Regions from separate parts of the Mus musculus genome. Here regions 1, 2, 4, 5, 6 and 7 are each linked to region 3. Evidence: chromatin contacts called from public ChIA-PET and HiChIP or PLAC-seq data. All regions are on one chromosome and are shown on one strand. Each heading gives the region's core, a stretch centred on a gene start, on an enhancer-like site or on the middle of the called end of the contact. The rest is flanking DNA. Distances are from core to core; before and after follow the strand shown. Region 1 holds the start of Tbc1d22b (TBC1 domain family, member 22B). Region 2 overlaps Btbd9 (BTB (POZ) domain containing 9). Region 3 holds the start of Zfand3 (zinc finger, AN1-type domain 3). Region 4 holds the start of Ccdc167 (coiled-coil domain containing 167). Region 5 overlaps Btbd9 (BTB (POZ) domain containing 9). Region 6 overlaps Btbd9 (BTB (POZ) domain containing 9). Region 7 overlaps Btbd9 (BTB (POZ) domain containing 9).

Evidence for each region. ChIA-PET counts read pairs in DNA pulled down with a chosen protein or histone mark. HiChIP or PLAC-seq counts read pairs in DNA pulled down with a chosen protein or histone mark.
Region 1: a contact with region 3 is called in an RNA polymerase II ChIA-PET map of memory CD8 T cells, with 8 read pairs. The contact joins the promoter of Tbc1d22b here to the promoter of Zfand3 in region 3. A contact is called at or near these places in 1 of 484 Hi-C or Micro-C datasets (LSK cells), 1 of 115 datasets of contacts at active chromatin or transcription factors (memory CD8 T cells) and 1 of 9 other capture datasets (pancreatic islet).
Region 2: a contact with region 3 is called in an H3K4me3 HiChIP or PLAC-seq map of intestinal villus epithelium, with 7 read pairs. The contact joins the enhancer-like site here to the promoter of Zfand3 in region 3. A contact is called at or near these places in 2 of 39 promoter capture datasets (the 3T3-L1 cell line and cranial neural crest), 11 of 115 datasets of contacts at active chromatin or transcription factors (SST interneurons, bone marrow-derived macrophages, embryonic basal ganglia and 8 more) and 3 of 9 other capture datasets (adipose tissue, liver and pancreatic islet).
Region 4: a contact with region 3 is called in an H3K27ac HiChIP or PLAC-seq map of embryonic stem cells, with 9 read pairs. The contact joins the promoter of Ccdc167 here to the promoter of Zfand3 in region 3. A contact is called at or near these places in 4 of 39 promoter capture datasets (HPC-7-derived erythroid cells, embryonic stem cells, hippocampal neurons and 1 more), 1 of 15 datasets of contacts at CTCF or cohesin (the NIH/3T3 cell line), 3 of 484 Hi-C or Micro-C datasets (B cells, cortical neurons and double positive thymocytes) and 7 of 115 datasets of contacts at active chromatin or transcription factors (the HPC-7 cell line, embryonic forebrain, embryonic limb bud and 4 more).
Region 5: an H3K4me3 HiChIP or PLAC-seq map of forebrain shows a contact between it and region 3, with 2.8 times the contacts expected there. The contact joins the enhancer-like site here to the promoter of Zfand3 in region 3. A contact is called at or near these places in 2 of 39 promoter capture datasets (cranial neural crest and second pharyngeal arch cranial neural crest) and 8 of 115 datasets of contacts at active chromatin or transcription factors (bone marrow-derived macrophages, embryonic forebrain, embryonic hindbrain and 4 more).
Region 6: an H3K4me3 HiChIP or PLAC-seq map of forebrain shows a contact between it and region 3, with 5 times the contacts expected there. The contact joins the enhancer-like site here to the promoter of Zfand3 in region 3. A contact is called at or near these places in 4 of 39 promoter capture datasets (HPC-7-derived erythroid cells, cranial neural crest and embryonic stem cells), 1 of 484 Hi-C or Micro-C datasets (muscle stem cells) and 21 of 115 datasets of contacts at active chromatin or transcription factors (SST interneurons, T-cell acute lymphoblastic leukemia, acute myeloid leukemia and 12 more).
Region 7: a contact with region 3 is called in an H3K4me3 HiChIP or PLAC-seq map of stem cell-derived neural progenitor cells, with 23 read pairs. The contact joins the enhancer-like site here to the promoter of Zfand3 in region 3. A contact is called at or near these places in 4 of 39 promoter capture datasets (the C10 cell line, cranial neural crest and embryonic stem cells), 1 of 15 datasets of contacts at CTCF or cohesin (the NIH/3T3 cell line), 1 of 484 Hi-C or Micro-C datasets (nephron progenitors), 19 of 115 datasets of contacts at active chromatin or transcription factors (SST interneurons, bone marrow-derived dendritic cells, bone marrow-derived macrophages and 12 more) and 3 of 9 other capture datasets (adipose tissue, embryonic stem cells and liver).

Annotation. Positions count from the first base shown.
Region 1 is chr17:29,548,362-29,551,061 of GRCm38.p6, reverse strand. It overlaps Tbc1d22b (TBC1 domain family, member 22B), which reads right to left and starts at 1,260. Exons shown (of 13, transcript NM_198647.1): 1 at 1,068-1,260. The coding sequence starts at 1,123. Tmem217 (transmembrane protein 217) reads left to right here and starts at 1,469. Exons shown (of 3, transcript NM_001162901.1): 1 at 1,469-1,553.
Region 2 is chr17:30,417,301-30,420,000 of GRCm38.p6, reverse strand. The region is part of intron 6 of Btbd9 (BTB (POZ) domain containing 9); the gene reads left to right. Among named protein-coding and RNA genes, the nearest start is that of Btbd9, 160 kb to the left of the region's middle. Within about 2 kb of position 1,285, at least 17 of the 459 cell types and tissues checked have an H3K27ac peak or open chromatin away from gene starts, as enhancers often do. A contact at or near this core is called in intestinal villus epithelium and memory CD8 T cells, where this site is marked.
Region 3 is chr17:30,003,728-30,006,427 of GRCm38.p6, reverse strand. Zfand3 (zinc finger, AN1-type domain 3) reads right to left here and starts at 1,389. Exons shown (of 6, transcript NM_001356265.1): 1 at 1,120-1,389. The coding sequence starts at 1,190.
Region 4 is chr17:29,715,763-29,718,462 of GRCm38.p6, reverse strand. Ccdc167 (coiled-coil domain containing 167) reads left to right here and starts at 1,446. Exons shown (of 4, transcript NM_026782.2): 1 at 1,446-1,529. The coding sequence starts at 1,488.
Region 5 is chr17:30,376,989-30,379,691 of GRCm38.p6, reverse strand. The region is part of intron 6 of Btbd9 (BTB (POZ) domain containing 9); the gene reads left to right. Among named protein-coding and RNA genes, the nearest start is that of Btbd9, 200 kb to the left of the region's middle. Within about 2 kb of position 1,346, at least 29 of the 459 cell types and tissues checked have an H3K27ac peak or open chromatin away from gene starts, as enhancers often do. A contact at or near this core is called in forebrain, where this site is marked.
Region 6 is chr17:30,434,747-30,437,484 of GRCm38.p6, reverse strand. The region is part of intron 6 of Btbd9 (BTB (POZ) domain containing 9); the gene reads left to right. Among named protein-coding and RNA genes, the nearest start is that of Btbd9, 140 kb to the left of the region's middle. Within about 2 kb of position 1,349, at least 12 of the 459 cell types and tissues checked have an H3K27ac peak or open chromatin away from gene starts, as enhancers often do. A contact at or near this core is called in forebrain, where this site is marked.
Region 7 is chr17:30,469,711-30,472,410 of GRCm38.p6, reverse strand. The region is part of intron 6 of Btbd9 (BTB (POZ) domain containing 9); the gene reads left to right. Among named protein-coding and RNA genes, the nearest start is that of Btbd9, 110 kb to the left of the region's middle. Within about 2 kb of position 1,425, at least 45 of the 459 cell types and tissues checked have an H3K27ac peak or open chromatin away from gene starts, as enhancers often do. A contact at or near this core is called in SST interneurons, adipose tissue and stem cell-derived neural progenitor cells, where this site is marked.

The DNA of each region.
Region 1 (2,700 bases), core at 11-2,510, 460 kb after region 3:
GTGTGAAGAGAGAACGGAAGAGGGGGAGAAAGAGGAGAGGGAGGGGGAGGGGAAGAGAAGGAGGAGAGAGAATGGGAAAGAGGGGAGAGAGAGAGGGAAAGGAGGAAGGGAAGAGTGCGAGGTCACAGGTCAAAGGACTACACCTGAACAAAAAAAGACTTAACAGGAAAATCACTAAGGATAGAACTCATGAGGGCGGTGACCAGACACAAACTCTTAACACCAAGCAGCCTGTGGCTGGCAGAAATCTTAAATTCAGTAGTGAAACACATAGGGCTTTCATTTTTCAGGACATCACCCAAAACAAACGGAACCAGTAAACCAAAAGGCAGCCTGACTGAGAGACAATTGCTCAGTGTCAACATACACTAACAAGAGAAAGAAACACTAAGGGAATAAGTTGCTTGAAAGGTCTGCTCTCCAACAAAACAAGAATAAAAGAACTTAATGCATCCACACTGAAAAATCATCACTTCTCCGGGATGCCAGAAGGAATAACTTATTCTCCACCCTGCGGCCACCCTGTAATAATTTCTCAAAAGAAAGGACCAACTCAAGACAGAGTAAGGTCAGGCTTGAGAATTCCCCCTCCCCTGTCTTGCTCATACCCCTGCAGGCCTGGCCCAGGCTCTCCTATCAGAACCCCTTTGGGAGTCCAAGGGAAGACAGGAATGTGATGATGGGCTGGGAACCAAGGCCATGGGGCCACCAACCCTCATGCAAGCAGCCACCCATGCTGTTGGAGACCCCTAAGGAGTTCTGTAGAAAGTCGGAAGCGGTCTGCAGGTGGCCCTCCACGGCTACGCTGACAATGGCAACTCGCCCAACTCCACTGCCCCTCACACTGGTCCCCTGACACCTCCCAGCTGAGGTTCCCCGCCCCCAGACCCCAGTCTGCACCCCACACCCAAGCTGGCCAGGCTCCTCTGATTGACAGCTGCTCCAGCCTGGGCTACTCCGACACCAGCCCTCCGGCCTCGGGGGTACCCCAAGACGGAGGGATTCAGGGACCAGGATCTGGAAGGCTTTGGGTCCAATCCCCACTCCCCTCAGCGTCCTGGGCTCACCTCCCCGGTAGCTTGGCGCTCCTCTTCCAGAACTGCTTGCTGTTCTCGGCGGCCATCTCTCCGGCCCGGGGGAAGGCCTGGTCGGTGGGTCACGGGGGGGCCCCGCGACAGGCCCCCGGGACCCCGCAATCTGAGGGCCAGCCCAGGCCGCTTCCCCGCCGCCGGTCACCCGCTCCCAGCTCCTGGGGGCGCCATCTTGGATGTGGGCACTCCCCCCGCCCAACACCGTTGCCATTGGTGGGCTGAGCAGGCCGGTGGGCGGATGGACCAATGAGGATCCCGGATCCTGCGGGCCGCTGAAGGCCCGCGGCAACGTCAGGGGCTGGGCACACAGGTGGGCCGGGGAGGCGGGGCTTAGATGGGCAGGAAGGCGGGGCTGAAAGTTCCTACTCCCCGGAGGCAGAGAACCAGGTACTGCGAGGAAGAAGTAGATGGGACTGTTGCCTTTGATGGGCTGAGGTTCTGGGGTTGTCTTGGTGGAGAGGGGTAAGGAGAAACCATAACATTTGTATACATTAGTCTTTAAAGGAAGGCCTCATGTAATAATGAACATTTTTTAATGTCCCTCACCTCAATGGCACCCAGGGTGGTTACCCCCCCACCCCCCCACCCCCGCCTTGTTCCCTTATGGTCCTAGTTTCGCAGAGGACAGTTCCGGCCATACCCCAGTGCGGGTAACTGTTGTATGAGTAGCAGTTGATTTATCAGACTCCCCCTTTCTTCCGCTAACTGAACTTCGTGATGTAATCCCTTCTTCGGGTCTGACTCTTTCTGGTTATGAGGATCCAGATACTGAGAAGTCATGCTTAGGAAATACTAATTTATCCTCCAAGTAGCATTTTCTCTAGGGACGTTGTTCATCCCCATGGCAACAATCAGGAAGATGAAGGATGTACCCCCAATATCCTCAACTCCTTTATTAACTGGCTATAAATCTTCCATCTATAGATTCATTTTTCAATCTAATTTTGACTCAAAATGAGATCTAATTTTAGCATGTTGTCTCCTTTGGGTGTCATGTTAATGACTACCTCTCTTTTTTGAGTGTGTTCTGGGACATTTGGGGGAAGATGGAGGGTACTTCCTTTTTCTACTCCGAAGAAATGTTTGTTCAGACAAGGAACTGTGGATATGTGCGAGCTACTGCTCAATCCATCTCTGTACTAACACCCTAGGGTTTCTAAATATTGAAAAATACATTACATTTATTCAGTGTGTGTGTGTGTGTGAGAGAGAGAGAGAGAGGAGAGAGAGAGAGAGAGAGAGAGAGAGAGAGAGAGAGAGAGAGGTCAAAGGAGAACTTCAGTTTTCTCTTCTCACCGAACTCAGGTCGTCAAGACTGGCTGTAAGCCCCTATACCCATTGAGCCATCTTGCTGGCCCAACATACTGGCAAATTCTCAAGGCTCCTTCTTTTCCCACCTAAAGAAACACCTTCTATATGTCCCTCAGTGATTTCTTTTTACATAGACATTACTCCCAGTTTTCAGGCTTCTTTTGCTTGCTAATGTTAAAAGACTAGGACTGTAGACCTGAACAGGTGGCCCAGGGGTTAAAAGCATGTGCTGCCCTTTCAGAGGACCTGAGTTCGGTTCCCAAGTACCCACAACAGGTGGCTCATAATGGCCTGAAAT
Region 2 (2,700 bases), core at 36-2,535, 410 kb before region 3:
ATGAAGGACCTGCTACATGCTTTCCAACTAAACAGATGAGACCTCTTAACCATCTCCTTCAGACTGAATGGGGCTCTGGAAGAGAGAGAGGCTGCATGCATGCAGGAGCCACTGGGGCATTTACCTCGGGCGCGGGCTTGCCTTCTTGAGTGAGCTGACATCCTTTTCATCGATATTATTGTCACCTTCACGAGTAACACAGGCACGTTTTTTTATCCTTGTTTTGAAAACAGGTGAATTCAAAAGTAGTTCCCTCTCTTTATCTGGGTCACACTGTGGTTTTATTGCAGCAGTTGTGACAGATTTATCATTTCTTCCCCATCAACTTTGTCTTCTCTATTTTCAGCTCATGGCACCCTTTGCTTTGTGGTCACACAGACATATAATTTAAATCAGCTTGGATCCCTTTCACTTCCTGCAGATGTTTCAACCATTGCCAGGTTACTTCAATTCATCTTTCATAATGTCTGTTATCCTTGTCTCTCCCATCCCCTTTGCCCAAACCCGGTGCGGACCATTATGGCTGCATGCCTAAATTATTACATCTTTAATTGCCTTCCCAACCTCCAGTTAATTCCCTTTCAATACACCCAGAACACTAGTGGTGAATTTATTATGCTAAGCCATGGCGTAGGTATACTTTTCAGTTTGAAAGTTTGGAGCTGTGAGTGTTGTTCAGGGGCATCATAGTGTAGGGAGTGGTATGCTGGCATCAGAACCAAATAAACATGGGCTGTTCACTACATGAATCTCTTTATAATGCTCTGACCTTAGAAAATGAGCTACGTGGCCTTTTGGGCTTGGGGTCCTTGTTTGACCATAGGGGGGAACCCATAATCACAAGGCAGCCTGTGGAGTACATAGGTTGGTGGGCTGGGTTAATGGCCACTGTTAGAAGTGTTGTGGGGAGAGTGGGCAGAGGGTGACACGGTGCTGCCTCCAGCTCCACATTCTGGGCAGGAGCCTTTCCAGAGCCATGAGTGCTTCTAAAGGAGGGAAGATTGCAAGTCTTTGTGTTTCTAACTATGTTTACAATTTAAAGCACAGCAAGGTCTTTTCAAATATACAGTATTTAAAGACATATAAACTGAGACTTCTTTCAAGTATAATGACCAGAGACCACTGGCTTTTATTATTAGGGACACGGTGCTGACCTTCCAGATTATAGCTTCACACAGAGCAGTCAGTGTCTGCTGGAAATGGAAAAGAAAGGGTCAAGTGGGGATCAAGAGTGCTTGGTGACACATGCCACACACGGGTAGAGGAAATTGTGGTTGACGATGCTGAGGCTGAAGCTTTGACTGTGTTTTATCCAGTGAGCTTGGGTGAGTGGATTGATGAGATAGGATAGTGGTTATATGGGGTGACCCAGGGAAAGGGGGGGCCTTACCTCAGGCTAGAGGTGAGCAAAATGGAAGAGAGGACGGAGCTCCACAGGTCACTCAGCCTAGTCTCCTTCTCTGTCAAGTACATGAGAACTACCTCAAGAGCCCGGTAACTAAGTAGACCCTAGTCAGGGTATTGCTGTCCTTGGTTATTTTACACCATTCTGTGTATGTGTGCATGTATGTGTGCGTGTGTGTGGGGGGTATGTATGTATGTATGTTTGCTCATTTGATTTTCAAGACAGGATTTCTCTGTGTAGCCCTGGCTATCATGGAACTTAAAGACTGAGCTAGCCTGACAGGCACGGATATGCCTGCCTATGCCTTCCAAGAGCTGGGCTGCACCAGCATGCCCAGTCTGAACATTTATTTTTGTAATGAAAACTCAGGTAATTCTGCTTCAGTTTGTTTTGGGCCTCATTCTAAACATTTAGTCAGTGTTGAGTCTCATAAAGCATCTCTGCTACATTGCTGTCTACCATTTGCAAAAACTGGCACTGCTTTCTGAGATGGCCTGTTCTGTGCTTAATAGATCTGTTGGGTATAAACTCAGAAATTTCAGTCTATTTTATCTTCCCTCCTACTTCCGCACACAATAATAGGTCTTAACTATGTGAGCGCTCTTGAGGTATGAGTAGGCTTCTCTCCTCTATAAACTGAATGTATCTAGGCCCTTAACTTGTTTTGGTTTTGAGTTATTCCCCTATCCTCGACACATGCTTCTGAGTGTAAGCCAGCGTTTCTGTGACCTTTGAAAGCTGTGGCACCAAGAACCAACTCCTATTCCTGCATGGTCTGTGCATGTGAGTAAAGAGTACCCAGATGGGCCGTGTGGTTCTAGCAATTATTTTCTCCTATGGTCCTCATAAATATTGTAATAGAAACTTGGGAACAAAGAATTTATTAGAATGCCCTTTATTAATAGAGTATGTGCCAGCACAAAGAGAAGGGATGTGAGCTGGCTTGTCTGCTTGGTAATCGCCAGTCATTGATTTGGGATGGAATGAATTGGAATGTGTCCTTAATCTCTCACTTTTTTCCTTCTGCCATGGTTTAATTTATCTAGAGGCATACACAGGGTTTGACTTTAAGACTTTGCAATGTGTGTTGGAGCAGCTGATCTCCCTGCTTAGTCGCTTAGTATGGTGTGAGCATGGGCTATGGGGCCTGTTGGGCCAAAGTTCAACTGTACGTTCCTTTCTGATATACTTATCAAAGCCTCAGCTCTTTACCTCCAAGATATGGCCAGTGTTAGACCCAGTCCCTTGTGGCACATATTTAAAGGCATGTGATAACCCTCCGTGGACTTGGCACC
Region 3 (2,700 bases), core at 140-2,639:
AACTAGTCATGAGCTGTGACCATTGCTTGTTAGGTGACAATCTAGAAAACCCAAAGTGTTCCAAGGACCAACTATAACTGCTGGTAGGAGTGGGGGGGTCCCATCTATCTATCTAATCTATTTGTAACTTCCCCCAACTCACCCTAATGAGGCATGGAATTCTATACTCTGTGTAGTGAACATTTAAAAAGAAAATTTTTAATAGGGAAAGAGAATTTGAGAGCCAAGGAAGGAAGGCAACTCTCACATTCCACAAGCTAGGCTGGCTGGAGGTTCTGTTGAGAAGTTTCTGTTTTCGGTTCGGTTTAGTTGGGTAGGGGTGTTTATCTGTTTGGGGGATTCCTTGTTGTTGTTTGTTGTTGCTGGTGGTTATGATGATGGTGGTGATGATGGTGATAGTGGTGGTGGTGGTGGTAGTGGTGGTGGTGGTGGTGGAGGAGGGGTTTTTTTGGACAGAGTAATTTTACAGACTCCCTGAAACATGTTTTAGATTAAAAAGTAAGACCCTCAACAATGCCTTTTAACTTTACACCCCAAGCCCAAATTCTGGACCCTGGATCTGTTCAAACGTATGACGTGTGAACAGCTTCCTAAAAGCAAATGGGGACTGAGATATAATTTAGGAAGTGATGATGCAAATCTCCCGGGGAGCAGCAGGGAGGAGGGGAGGTGAAAAAGTCAGAGGAAATACCCTCCTGATGGCTGGGCACCAACTCATACCAAGATGAGGGGGAGGCGGACTGGCCTCCACAGGCCAAGGGAAAAGGAAAAGGGGCAACCCTGCCCCGTCAGAAGTGCCAGCGCCGCCACCTCGTCCCTCCGGCTCACCCGTGGCCCCTCACCCCAAGCCGGCCTCGGGCCAGCGAGTCCCACAGAGGGTAGCGCGGCCCGAGCGGTCCTGGTCCTCCTGCTCCTCTTATTCCTATTCCTCCTCTTCTTCCTCCTCCCCCCCCCCCCACCAGCGTCCCCTTCCCGCAGCCCTCCTCAGGCCGAGGCCGCGGTCCCCGCCCGCTCCCCCGAGGCCCGGCTTCCGCGGCCCAGCTTCCCGGGGCTCTGGCCTCCCTCGGGTCCCCACCGCCACCCCGAGGCCCGAGCCCGCGCCCCTGCCCCCACACTTACCCCCAGAAGCCGCAGGGACAGCGAGGCGGCAGGCTGGGCGCTTTGCTGCGCTCGCTCCCGGCGTCTCCCATGGTGCTCGGCGGCGGCGGCGGCGGAGCTCGGAGGCGACGGCGGCTGGGCCTGAGCCCCCCTCGGAGGAAGCGGAGGCGGCGGCGGCAGCGGCGGGGGGCGCGGGGCGGGGGGAGGGGGAGGGAGCGGGCGCGCAGGCGGGCGCGAGTCCGGAGCTCCGAGCCGGGATTCCAGGCGGGTCAGCTGGAGGCGGGCCGCACCACTCGGCCTGCGGAGGGGGGGGGCGCGGCGAGGAGAGGGAGGGGAGCTGCGGAGGAGGGGCTGGGCCGTGCGAGCCGGGGAGATCTGGCGGCCTTGGCGGCTCTCTCCGCCGCCCCCCAGCCACGGCGCTGTCCCGTGCGGCGGCGCTGGCGGGTCCGGGGCTGGGTGGGGAGGAACCCGTAGCCCCCGCCGGCAGTGGAGTCGCAGCGGCCGGCTGTGACGCCCCGGGCCCCCGCTCGCTCCGTAATCCCCTCCCCCGCCCCGTAGACTGCGCTGACCGGACAATGGCCGCTCCGCCCCCTCCCCGAGGCGGACACCCCTCCCGAGGCGGCGCGATGGTCTCGCCCGGGGGAGCCACCGCCGCCGCCGGAGCCCGACGGATCAGCTGGGATCCGGGCGTGCCACTTTGTTCAGAGCCTCGGAGGCTGGGCGGTGCGTGCTCCTCCCGAGTTCCTCGTGCGAGCCGCCTCTCAGCCCTCCATCTTCCCAGGACTTTTACGAGAGCTAGCCTGCGCTCCTGGCTGAGGAAGGAGAGCGGGTTTCAGAGTCCTGTGGGGGAGCTTTGCCTCCACCCCCCAGCTGAGACAAATGGTACGCCCCAAGCGGGCCGGGGGCCCAATTAGTTGTTTGGGGTGACTTGGGTCGGTCCCAGAGCGGCGGCGCATGCGCCTGGAGACCTGGTAGTCTGTCCAGAGCTGGGTGGAGCGTTTCCAAACCCGGAAGTTGCCTAGGTGTCCTGCGTTCACCGCTGGCCGTCTGGGTCTTCAAGGCCACTGTTCTCGCGCCCCTGATGAGTGCCGCGAAGCGTTCCTCCCCAAACTGCCAGCCGCCGGAGAATCTCGCTTCCCATTTCCCCTACTCCCAACCCACTCAGACAGTTCCCCCGGAAAAGTGGCCTCCGTCCTGCCATAAATGAATTTCAGGAACATCTCTAGATAGCAAGTCGTGGGGCAGAAGGAACTTGCCCAAGTGTTTCACCCCTCTGATGTCCTCAGTTGGAGTACCCCAGGTCCACTCCCACTATCTTGATTTGGAAAACCTCCCTGGGGTAAATATGGTTGGTTTGGGGGAGAAGATTTAACTTGATCCCTACTGGACATTAATAAGTGGCCAAACTTGAGCCGTTGAAAGAATTCTTTAATATTCCTTACCACAGTCCTAAATTCTTTCTGTTCTCCAGTCAGCGGTGACCAGAATAGTCCACTAGCGATCACTAATTTGAACACAAAAGAAACGTCCACCAGAACTCTTGGAGAAGTGACCTGACCTTAAGGGGTTTGGAGCCAACTTAAAAGTCCAGAACTTACGGGA
Region 4 (2,700 bases), core at 197-2,696, 290 kb after region 3:
CTAGTAATTCCACGGGGGCAAATTTATCTTTAGAAAGAGACACGGAAGGACAGAGCTGTGTGTGCACACAGGCCTGCTCTGTTCCCGAAGCAGAGAGGCCCTGCGGTGTGAGATAATATCCAGTACAAGAATGGAACGTAGGTACCTGAGGGATCTATGGCAGCTTTTTGAACCACATCCCCACTCTTTCAGACAACATCTATCTACTTTTAGTTTTTTTGCCATACCACAATTTTTTAAAAATTAATTATTATTATTATTATTATTATTATTAAGGTTTCACTGTTGTCCAGGCTGATTTCAAAACTGTGGACTCTAAATGATGCACCACCTCACTATCCTAAATAATTGAGACTACTCATATGTCCACCATGCTCAGCTAACTTTTTTCTTTTAATAAAAAAAACAAAAACAAAAAAACCATAGCACTTCACAGATGCTAAAGGTACTGACTTGTAGCTAGAGAAAGTACCCAAGATGCTGAAGGGGTCTGCAACACTATAGGTGGAACAACAATATGTACTAACCAGTACCCCCCGGAGCTTGTGTCTCTAGCTGCATATGTAGCAGAAGATGGCCTAGTCGGCCATCATTGGGAAGAGAGGCCCCTTGGTCTTGCAAACTTTATATGCCCCAGTACAGGGGAATGCCAGGGCCAAGAAGTAGGAGTGGGTGGGTAGGGGAGCAGGGCGGGGGGAGGGTATAGGGAACTTGCAGGATAGCATTTGAAATGTAAATTTTAAAAATATCTAATTAAAAAAATGAAAAAGAAAAGGTACTGACTTGTAAAACTTTGGTGGCAGCTCTATGTCTATGTCCTGTGGTAGGGTTATAGTCAAAACATCTCCAAGTCCAAGGTCTAAACACTCTAAAATCCTAAGCATGAACAAGCCTCTAAAAGAAAGCCAGAAGCCCAGGTAAGACCTAGGAATCTCAGGCTAATATGGTGTGCTGCGAGCCTTCTTCATGCCTTCCGTGATGTCTGCAGGCTGTTCTCATTTCACCAGAAAACAAGCTAATGCGAAAGAACACAGGACAGAAAGGATTAACGGTGCAAGACCATATTAGATCCCAAAGGGCAGAGCAGTTCAAGTTGGGACTGAAGGGCCAGGGCTTGCAGGCTGAGCCTTGCAGGAGCAAGAACATTTGAACGAGGATAGCCTAAAAAACGGTGCAGGGATGCCCTGAGGGATGCAAGAAGGAAGATGTTTGAAAAGAAAGAAGGAAGTTAAGATAAAAGCTCTCAAGTACGTAAAGAGGTCTCCACTCACGGGTAGACCTGAAACTGCTTCCCTGCACATCTTATACCCGGAGGCCGCCCCTCACAAACATGGCCGCTGCAGGATGGACGCGCCCCTTAACAAGATGGCGACGCAGAAGTCCCGCCTCCTTCCTCTGCACCGACCAATGAAAAAGAAGCACGAGGTCCTGCGCGTGCGTAGTGCGACTTAATGGGCTGGTCCAGCGCGGAAAAGACAGCAAGCAATATGACTAAAAAGAAGCGGGAGAATCTTGGTGTCGCTCAGGAGGTGAGGGGGAGAAGTCGGGTTCGAGTCACGTGGTTAGTCACTGTGTTCCGACGCAGGGGCGTCGATCGGCCCGGCGGCTGCGACGTCGAGGGTCAGATGGAGGAAGCGAGGGCGACGTGGCTTTGGGAGAGGCTGTGAAGGGAGGTGAAGGGTCACGATGAGGAAGGCAGGGATGGAGCTGAGAACCATCAGCTCCATCCCTGGTCAGGGGAGTCCCAAAGAAGACAGGCCATAGTGGGTATTCTAAAAGGAGAGACTCGGAGACTAAGGGAGACTTTAGCAGAAAGAGACAGGTGGGAACCAAAGGTGTTCGGGACTTGTAGGTGAGGGACCACCATGGAGCTAATAAGACTCCAGGGTGAGTGCGAGGCTATTATTCAGTATACTGCTAGTGGCTTAAACGTCTCCAGAGAGGGGAAGTTTTTCCTGTGGGGTATCAGCCTTGTAGCTTGAGGATCTTTGGAAATCTGCAGAGATTCCTAGAATTGGTGTTTGGGAAGGCCTTTAAAATAGTTTGTCATGCATGGAAAAAAAGCCGTCTGATGCATGTTTCGTTTGCATGTTCAATGAATTGTTGCATGTCTGTTATGCTCGTATAGACGAGGGAACTGAGGGTCTACGTGGAACTCAGGACATAGGTGGCACATGGTTATAGTCCCAGGGCTCAGAGATCTAAGCCAGCCTGGGATACAGAGCAACACTGCAAGGAAACGAAAAGGCGGAAGCCAGCTTAAAGTGGTGAAGGTGATAGAGCAGGGAATAATGCTCAGGTGGGCTTCCTGGAAGTGGGGACTCGTTTCCTCTCCCTTACAACGAAGGCATGTTCAGCCTGGGCCCTTGGGCCACTGGTGTTCCAGTACATCTAGGAATGTGATACAGCATGCTTGTAGATGACAGCATCAGGCTTCAATGTCAAAATATTGGACGCCCTCGAGGCATCCTCCCAGAGGTTACTTATCTCCTCAGTGATCCCTTTTTTGTTTGTTTGTTTGTTTGTTTTTTTCAGACAGGATTTCTCTGTGTAGTCCTGGCTGTCCTGGAACTCACTCTGTAGACCAGGCTGGCCTCGAACTCAGAAATTCGCCTGCCTCTGCCTCCCAAGTGCTGGGATTAAAGGCGTGTGCCACCATGCCTGGCTGCATTTTTGTTCTCTTTAGTGGTGGTTTGCTAC
Region 5 (2,703 bases), core at 97-2,596, 370 kb before region 3:
AAATTTTTATTGAAAAAATGTTATACAATATGTTTTGATCATGTTTTCCCTCCCTCGAGTCCTTAGATCCTTCCCCCATGCAGCTTTGAGTGTTTCTCTCTCTCTCTCTCTCTCTCTCTCTCTCTCTCTCTCTCTCTCTCATACACACACACAAAAATACAAACAGCAACAAAAATAATATACAGCACAATAAACCCTGAAACCAAAATATACAAACAAAAGACTAATAACGCCCCCCCCCCCCAAAAAGCCCAAATAAAGCAATTGGAGACAAAAAGTCTACAAAATACCATTGAGATCATTTTGTGTTGGCCAGTTGGAGTGTGGTTAAAATACTCAGTGAGACTCCACCAGCGAAAACCAATTTTCCCTTTGCCTACAGATGTCAGTTGCAGATAGTTTCTTAGTTAGGGTTGGGAGGCCATGTCCAGTTCACATTCTCATTGCTGGGATCCTATCTGGCATGAACCTGTGCATGCTCTGTGCCTGCTGCCACAGTCTGTAGTTCATATGTACATCAGTCCTGCTGTTTCTTGTAGACACTGTTTTCTTGGTGTCATCTATCACTTCTGGCTCAGAGTCTCTTCTTCGTCCTCTTGTGTATAGATCCCTCAGCCTTGGTTGAGGGGGAGGATTTGATGAAGACATCCCATTTAGGACTGAACGTTGTGAAGTCTCCATCACTTACTGCTCATTGTCCAGCTGTAGGTTTCTATGTTAGTTCCCATCTACTGCAAGAAGCAGCCTCTCTAATGAGGGCTGAGTGAGGCATTGATAGATTGCTGCTTGCTTCCTCAGCCTGGCTTCACTGAAGTTCTGTGCCCTAACCACACTTTTGCCTTGCCAGGGTTTTATATGCTGTGGAAATAGCTTGCTTCTAGGAAGGGTTGCTTTAAGAGCTCCTTTTAGGATTTGCCGTGCTGGGTTTTACTTGAAACCTTGCCAGAAGTGCTGGTTTAGATGATGTGTCCTCTTTTCTTTTCATATGATCTTCGGAGTGATCTGCCTGGGAAGAATGTGATGTGTCCCACAAATAGACTGTCTCAGGTATCCAAATCTTGAGTTGAGTGGCCTGTTAAACAGGCCTGTGTCAAAAGTGATGAATAGTTTTTGTGGATTTTGAGTGAGTTGCCAATCGATCGACTCCTGTTTAATGAGAGAGGCTCTGTAAGGAGCAGAAGCCCAGCTGCCTGTGTGGGAGCCACCTGCCTTTTCTCTTTACTTCATTTTCTTGCTAATGAAGGAACCAATTGGTTTAGAGCGATCAATGCTGACCTATTAGGATCAGACATTGTTTTGGTGTTGCCAAGGCAATTAAATTCAGCAGGGCAAGGATTAGTGAGAGAAAGGCTGTTGGGGGTGTGGGGGAGAAACAAGGGACTTTTTATTCTGAAACAACCTTTCTTGGTGTTAGAGGTATTAAAAGGATTAGTTAAAAGAGGACTAATCATTACAGCATTTTCCTTCTTGGTAAAATAATCAGAAGATTTGTTGACTCGGGTTTTTACCCGTGGGGAGATAGGAAGTACTGCCCAGATGAGCCAACTCAAGAAACATACTTTTGTTACTTCCCTCTCCCCTGTTTAAGGCTGTGACTTCTCTAAGGGGCCTTCTTTCAGATTCTGTGCATCTAGTGTTAGGTACTTTGACCCTGTGACCCACATATGCCTGATTGTCTGAAGCAGCAGTGATTTAATGTAGCATGGCCTGAGTCAGCCCATCAGCAGATGCTGGGATCCAGAAGCTGTTAACTATGCGGTACTGAAGACTTGATAGCAGAATTCATAAGCTAATCAGCTCTGCACACATTCTTCCTCTAATCTCTAGCACCCCCACCCCACCCCACTGATGCCTTCCACTGAGGTCTGCAGTTGACATTTATATAAATAAGCTGTCAGTCACCAAATCCATCCAGGGACTAGAGTTTATGTCTTCAAAAAGGATTAGGAGTTTAAGAATTGGCTTTTTAGGGTTAGGGAAAGAATAGAAACAAACGCAAAACAGAGACAATAAAGTAACTTAAGCCGGGTGTGGTGGCTCACTCCTTTAATCCCAGCACTTGGGAGGCAGAGGCAGGTGGATTTCTGAGTTTGAGGTCAGCCTGGTCTACAAAATGAGTTCCAGGACACCCAAGGTTACACAGAGAAACCCTGTCTCGAAGAACCAGAGAGAGAGAGAGAGATAGAGAGAGAGAGAGAAAGGAGAGAGAGAGAGACTACTTAAAACAGAGTGTCTTGGATTTCATAGAATTTAGAAGTAATTTTGTTACATAAAGATATTGGTAATCATTGCTATTCCGTAACCAGTGTAGAGTGGATATAATCTTGACAAAGGTTGACTTATATTTTGCAGTCCTGCAGTTCTTTCTGCTGTCCACAGGGACATAAGTACTCTCCACATGGCTTGTTCCATATAGGATGCCCCCACAGACTATGTCCATAAAGTTGCCTTTCCCTGATTGCCAACGAAGTGACATAGAAATCACGGCTGGTCTTGTCATAAGAGCAGAGAAGTGAGTCCATTTAAGCAGTGGCAACAGTTTAAACGATCCTGGGTGTGTCTCAGAATGGACGGACATCTTTGATTTGGAGGTCATATCTAGATATCTGTGTCTGATTGAATTTTGTTCCTACATCGGTTTCCTGTTCTTTATTTCTTGATTTGTATGTCACCCATGGCTGTTCTGTTTTTTTCCTCTCCATG
Region 6 (2,738 bases), core at 100-2,599, 430 kb before region 3:
ATGATCCCCATTTAGGACTGCTTTCATCCTCACGTTCTTAGCTGTCATCAGCACAGATTCCTCCTTATCCCCTGACAATGTGAGGGTGAGAGGAAATGCAGTCAGCAGATCAGATACTGGTCAGTAGATGGGGAGATGAGACAGTCGGCAGCGGTCAGTGTGTGTCTTATCTGAGGAGCGTGAGCACAAACATAAAGCAAGGCTCGGAGCACTTCAGAGAAGGAGAGCTTTGTTTGCTAAACACGCCTTTTCAGTAAAGCACAGAGCTCCCTCTGAGCAGCTCAAACGTGATCTCACAGACCTGATCTGCTCTTACAGAAAAGCAGGCGTGCTGCTTACATAGAAATTACATTTAGCACAAGGTAGGTAGTAAGCAAAAGTTAGTTGAGTTGGCCATTCTAGGCATCTGACACTTCCCCCACCCCACATACAGTTGAGAATTTCCTATAGCCCAGCCAGGCCTTAAATTTTACTGTGTACCAGGATGACCTTGAACTTTGAGTTCCTGGTCCTCCTGCTACCACTGGGATTTGAGGTGTCACAAGGCCCTCTGTCTGACAATAGGGGTGAAACCCCAGGCTTCATGCATGTTAGACAGTTCTCAGTTAGCCGAACCCTGTCCTCAGCCACGTCTTCTAAATGTAATGGTTCACTTCCTACTGTTCATATATGATATAAGCATGTTAAATGGATGTTTCCACGAAGTGATTCCCAAATTTAAATTTCATTATAGTTTATTAGTAGTATATTATTATAAGCATTTTGTTTAATAAATTTCATTTTCATTTTAAATTTTTAGTTAATTAATTTTAGAAACAAGCTCAAGTAGCGGTGGCTGTATGTCTGGTCTGAAGCTTCCTATGTGCTGTCCTGACCTGGAATTTGTGGAGCTCCTGTTCCAGTCTGTTAGTGTGCCTTCTGGATACACTAAGCTTTCCCACGGGTGCACATGAGCTGAGCTGTGTGCTGCCTAGGCTTTGGTTTACACACCTGGGGTTGCAGGTCCCGTGCTGTGTCCCCTCTTCTGTTCTCCTTTGACCTATTAGAGATAGACTGTGATGTCTGTCTCCCATGCCTCAGCGTTGGAGATAGGAAAGCTATCTGTTGTCTGCAGCCTCAGCCCTCAGCTCTTGTTAATCATCTCAGAGTCTGCACTGGTCAGGTGTCAGCCCCACCTAAGCTTGGGCGCCACCAGGGCCCCTCCTAGGGTCCTTGCTGTCCTTGTTCCCGTGCATTTGTCAATCAGTGAACAAAGCTGTCTATTTAGAAGCTCCACGGGAACATTAGGTGGAGTAATAACATTTTCATGTGATTATTTGCCATATTGGCATTGAGGCAGAGAAATCTGTTAGAGAAACTGTTTGCTCTTTTCCCATGTGTCCACAGTGAGTGTGTGTGTGAGCCGGCTCTGTTGTCTCTATTCCAAAGCTGTCATGTGTTAGAATAACTGCTTTGACACTTATTATCTTTTTAATGCAGAGGAAATTGCCAGAGTTCACAACAGTAAAATAGATCCTTTGCTATTTGTATTATTTTCATTTGAAAGACGCCTTGCCCTCCTTGTCTTGATAAGACTGAAGTTTATGTGGTAAGAGACTATGGTGTGCCGGAGACTGCAGGGATTTGGACGGAACCAGAGCAAGGCAGTATTCAAACGAATCACTAATTGTTGCTTCTTAGAAGCAGTGTTTCTAAGCAAAGCTGTCAGCCCAATCACAGCCTCGCCTCCCAGGGTCCCAGTGCTTTATCAGAACAATCATTTGCCAGTGACTTCAATACGTCTTCCTGGAGTTGTTCAAAGCATCCCTCCACCAACTGTAAGCATGTGGCGTATATCCTGCCTTCACTCAGGCCTGCATCCATTCTTCCAGAGGTGCTGGGAGGAAGGAGGTGGTATCCCGAGCACCCTGAATTATGCTTTTAATTTCCTGTTCCTTAGAGGGATTTGCAATGAGACAATTCTGCCTTTGTGCTGTGCTGGCTTGGGAACAGGTTTAAAGTGTTGACGTTAAAGACTGGAGCTGCCGCTCTGACCATCAGGCCCTGACCTTGATGGTCAACATTATACAGTGGGAAAACTGATAGAAACCTCAAATACATTTCCTCCAGCCTGCCAGATGGGCATCTAGGAAATCAGATGGATGTTTCCAGAATGGCGTGGAAGTTCACATTCTCTGAAGAGTTTGGGAGGGGTCTCTCACAGTCAGTTCTTTGATCCAGTGGTAAAGACTGTTGAGTGTAGAGTTAGACGTGTCCAGGCCTGGCCCAGCCAGTGCCGTAGCCTGTCTAAGGACCCCCAGAGAGCTGCCGGGTTAAGTTCCAGACCTCTTCTCTGCCAGGTCACCCATGCTTTGGAACAGAGAGTGATATGGAACTTGTGGCCATGGGACAGCAGCCACCCACAGAATCCCAGTTGAGCTGCCCTGGGAACTGTATTCCAGAGTGTAGCAGAATGGCTTCCTTCTACAGATAGCACATGCCACAGAGAGTGTCCTGTATTTAGTTGTGTGAGCAGGACAACGGAACAAATACTGAACTGACAGAGAAGATGCACGAGGCAGGGAAAAGGCTGTTCTGTCTGGGAAGTGCTTTGCTAGAGCTGAGGAGAACTGTTGGGTAGGGCGGCTCCAGCCTGCCACCCTGAGGGCTGGGCTAGCAGGTCTGTGGGGAACAGAGCCATGGAAGAAAGCTGAAAGTTTTGCTTTGCTTTGTGTTGCTTTTAAATGTAGTGAGTACTA
Region 7 (2,700 bases), core at 176-2,675, 470 kb before region 3:
CTAGTCCTCAGTGAACTACCATAGCAATCACTGTTCAGTTTTTATGCCTGGCCAGAGGGTGCATCCCCCAAGCCTTTTTATGGGGTGCATAAGAGTGCTATCAAGGTTTGTTAGGAAGAAAGACGGAGAACTCTATGGGCAACAGATAGCATCTCTTACATTTTGTTTGTGTTTTTAAGTTTGTGGTGCTGGGAATGAAACCCAGGGCTGTCTGCATGCTAAGCAGACGTTCCACTGTGGGCTTGAGTCCCAGCCTAGCATTATTCTGTAATGAAAATCTCTGATCTTGTTCTCTGAAGTTGTTGGTGGTGGCATGACTGCAGAGGCTCTGTATGTAATTGTCATGGCTTTCTGAGCACATTGTTGTTTGGTGACATTTTATGTGTTTATTTGCCCTGGTCCTTTTAGGTTTCTGGTACTCAGTATTCTTACTTTCTCTGAGGATTTATTATTTTGACTCTTAAATAGTTAGGCAGTGTACATTTTAATGATTTCTTATTAATTTCATCAGGGATGAATTTCGCTAAACCTAGGCTCTTATCCTGGGTTCTCTGGCAGACAGCCCGAGGCAGAGACTGAGAGCTGTTGATATTTTCCTTGAGAGGCCCAGGTCCAGGTGTATAGGAGTCACGGGCAAAAAGAAGCGAAGCTTGGAAGGCTGTGGAGAAACGAGATGAGGGTGCCGCTCTGAGCAAATTGCTAAGCAAGCGTGGGCCCTGGTCTTGCCAACTGGTCTGCTTGGAAAGGATTGTGGTGAGGAGGAGGAGAGGAGGGAGTGGAGGAAGAGGAGGGAGTGGAGGAGGAGAGGAGGGAGTGGAGGAAGAGGAGGGAGTGGAGGAGGAGAGGAGGGAGTGGAGGAAGAGGAGGGAGTGGAGGAAGAGGAGGAGGGAGTGGAGGAGGAGAGGAGGGAGTGGAGGAAGAGGAGGAGGTAAACTAGAGCTGTCCTTGGGAAAGAGAAGGAGATGAATTCATCTGCCTGATTTTTTTTTCTCCTCTTCCTAGTTGGAGAGTTGCAGGAAGCAGCCTCCTTTTACACTTCTAACCTGTCCATTTTAGGCTCTCTCTCTCAGGCTACTCAGGATGCTGGATCCTACACTTAGTGTGGGAAGCCACACAAATCCAAAGTAAGTGACCAGGCACTGAGGAAGAGGAGAGGAGAGCAGGAAGTAAGGCAGAGGGGAAGGAGGAGGAGCAGATCCAAGAGAGGACTGGGTTTGGCTTTGTCAGATTGTTTTGGTATTTAGTTAACAGGTCAGGGTTAGATTCACAGAGCAAGCTAGCCTAGTGCTTTGAGACTCAGAGCTTTATGGGTGGGAGTGCTTGCCACCCCACCTGATATGCAGGTTTACTTTGGTCTGGCCTGGGAATCTCCTGTTGGAAGGATTGGCAGCATTCCAGCGCTCACACATCAAACTGCTGGGGGATCTGGGTCAGCATCGACTCCTTGAAGTCATTCTGAAATATGACTGAGGTGGAGTACAGCGGCTCTGGCACGCTTAGGGCGTCCTCTCTCTTCAGCTTTATCACGATTGATGGCTTCTCTGGAATGCTAGACACTTGGAAGTCCCTTGAGTATCACCTTTGAATTCCGAGAGTTCTTACAAGGCCAACTTCGTTTCAAAGAGAGCAGTTTTTGCTTTTTATTCAGTGTGCAGTGAAAAAATTGTGCTGATTTGATGGCAGGTGGGGCACAGTCTGACAGGATGGAGGAGAGGGTGTCCTGGTGGCTCTGCTCTCTGCTGCTTCATATATGACTTCTGTCTTCTTTCCTTATATGTGTCTTTGTTTTCCCATTAATGTTCTTTATCCCGACCACTATGACTGCTTAATAGATTCGCAGAGTAATGGCAGCTGTTTCTGCGTGGGAGATTAGAGGATGAGCTTGTCACAGATGAATGTTAATTGGCAACATCGAGCAGGCCTGAGGAGACTTCCAGCTTCTCGGTCAGAATAGGACCTGACACAGAAGACTCGGACGATCCCAGCATGTCCCTAGCTGAATGCTTTGACTGGCCCTGAAGTGTGCACTGGACAGTACAGGTGGGGCTAGGTGGCTCCCGATCTGCTTAGGAGGTGTGGGAGTTCTTCCCTAGGCCCTGGTTTGAGCTACTCAGATTTTTTTTGTACATATTTTAAAAGGATCTGTGTTCTTCATATGACTTTGGTGACTCTGACATAGTCACCTTAAGTTTGTTGGCTTCTAAAGGCATGGCCTGGTTTTCTGAGGTTTTGTTTTGTTTTAATTTTGTGGAATGTCTGAGTGTTGTTTTATTAGAGTAACAATAACGCATGGAGATAAGGGTCCCCCTTTTTCCTTCTGTCTTCCTGGGGGTACCTTCCCCTTCCCTTGCCTCGGGCTCTTTAAGGTTTTACTTGCATGGCAGATTCAAGGGAATACTTTTTTCCTTCTTTTTGAAGCTCTGCTTATGAGCTAGAATCATAAAAATTCACAAATTGTGCCAAATTTTCTTTTGTTGATGACTGTGATTTAGCCTGTTATGTAACTGTAATGTATAATTTACACATCCTGAAGACCAGCCGTCCTTGTACTGAGCAACTATATTTAACCCTCACTTTCTTTGGGGGGAAGAGAACATTACCAATTATCTTTGAAACTGTATTGTGAGACCGTGCACACTGATCCACCCTCTGCTTCCATTTTTAATTTTTGGTACATCAAGTTGTACGTTCCGACTTATT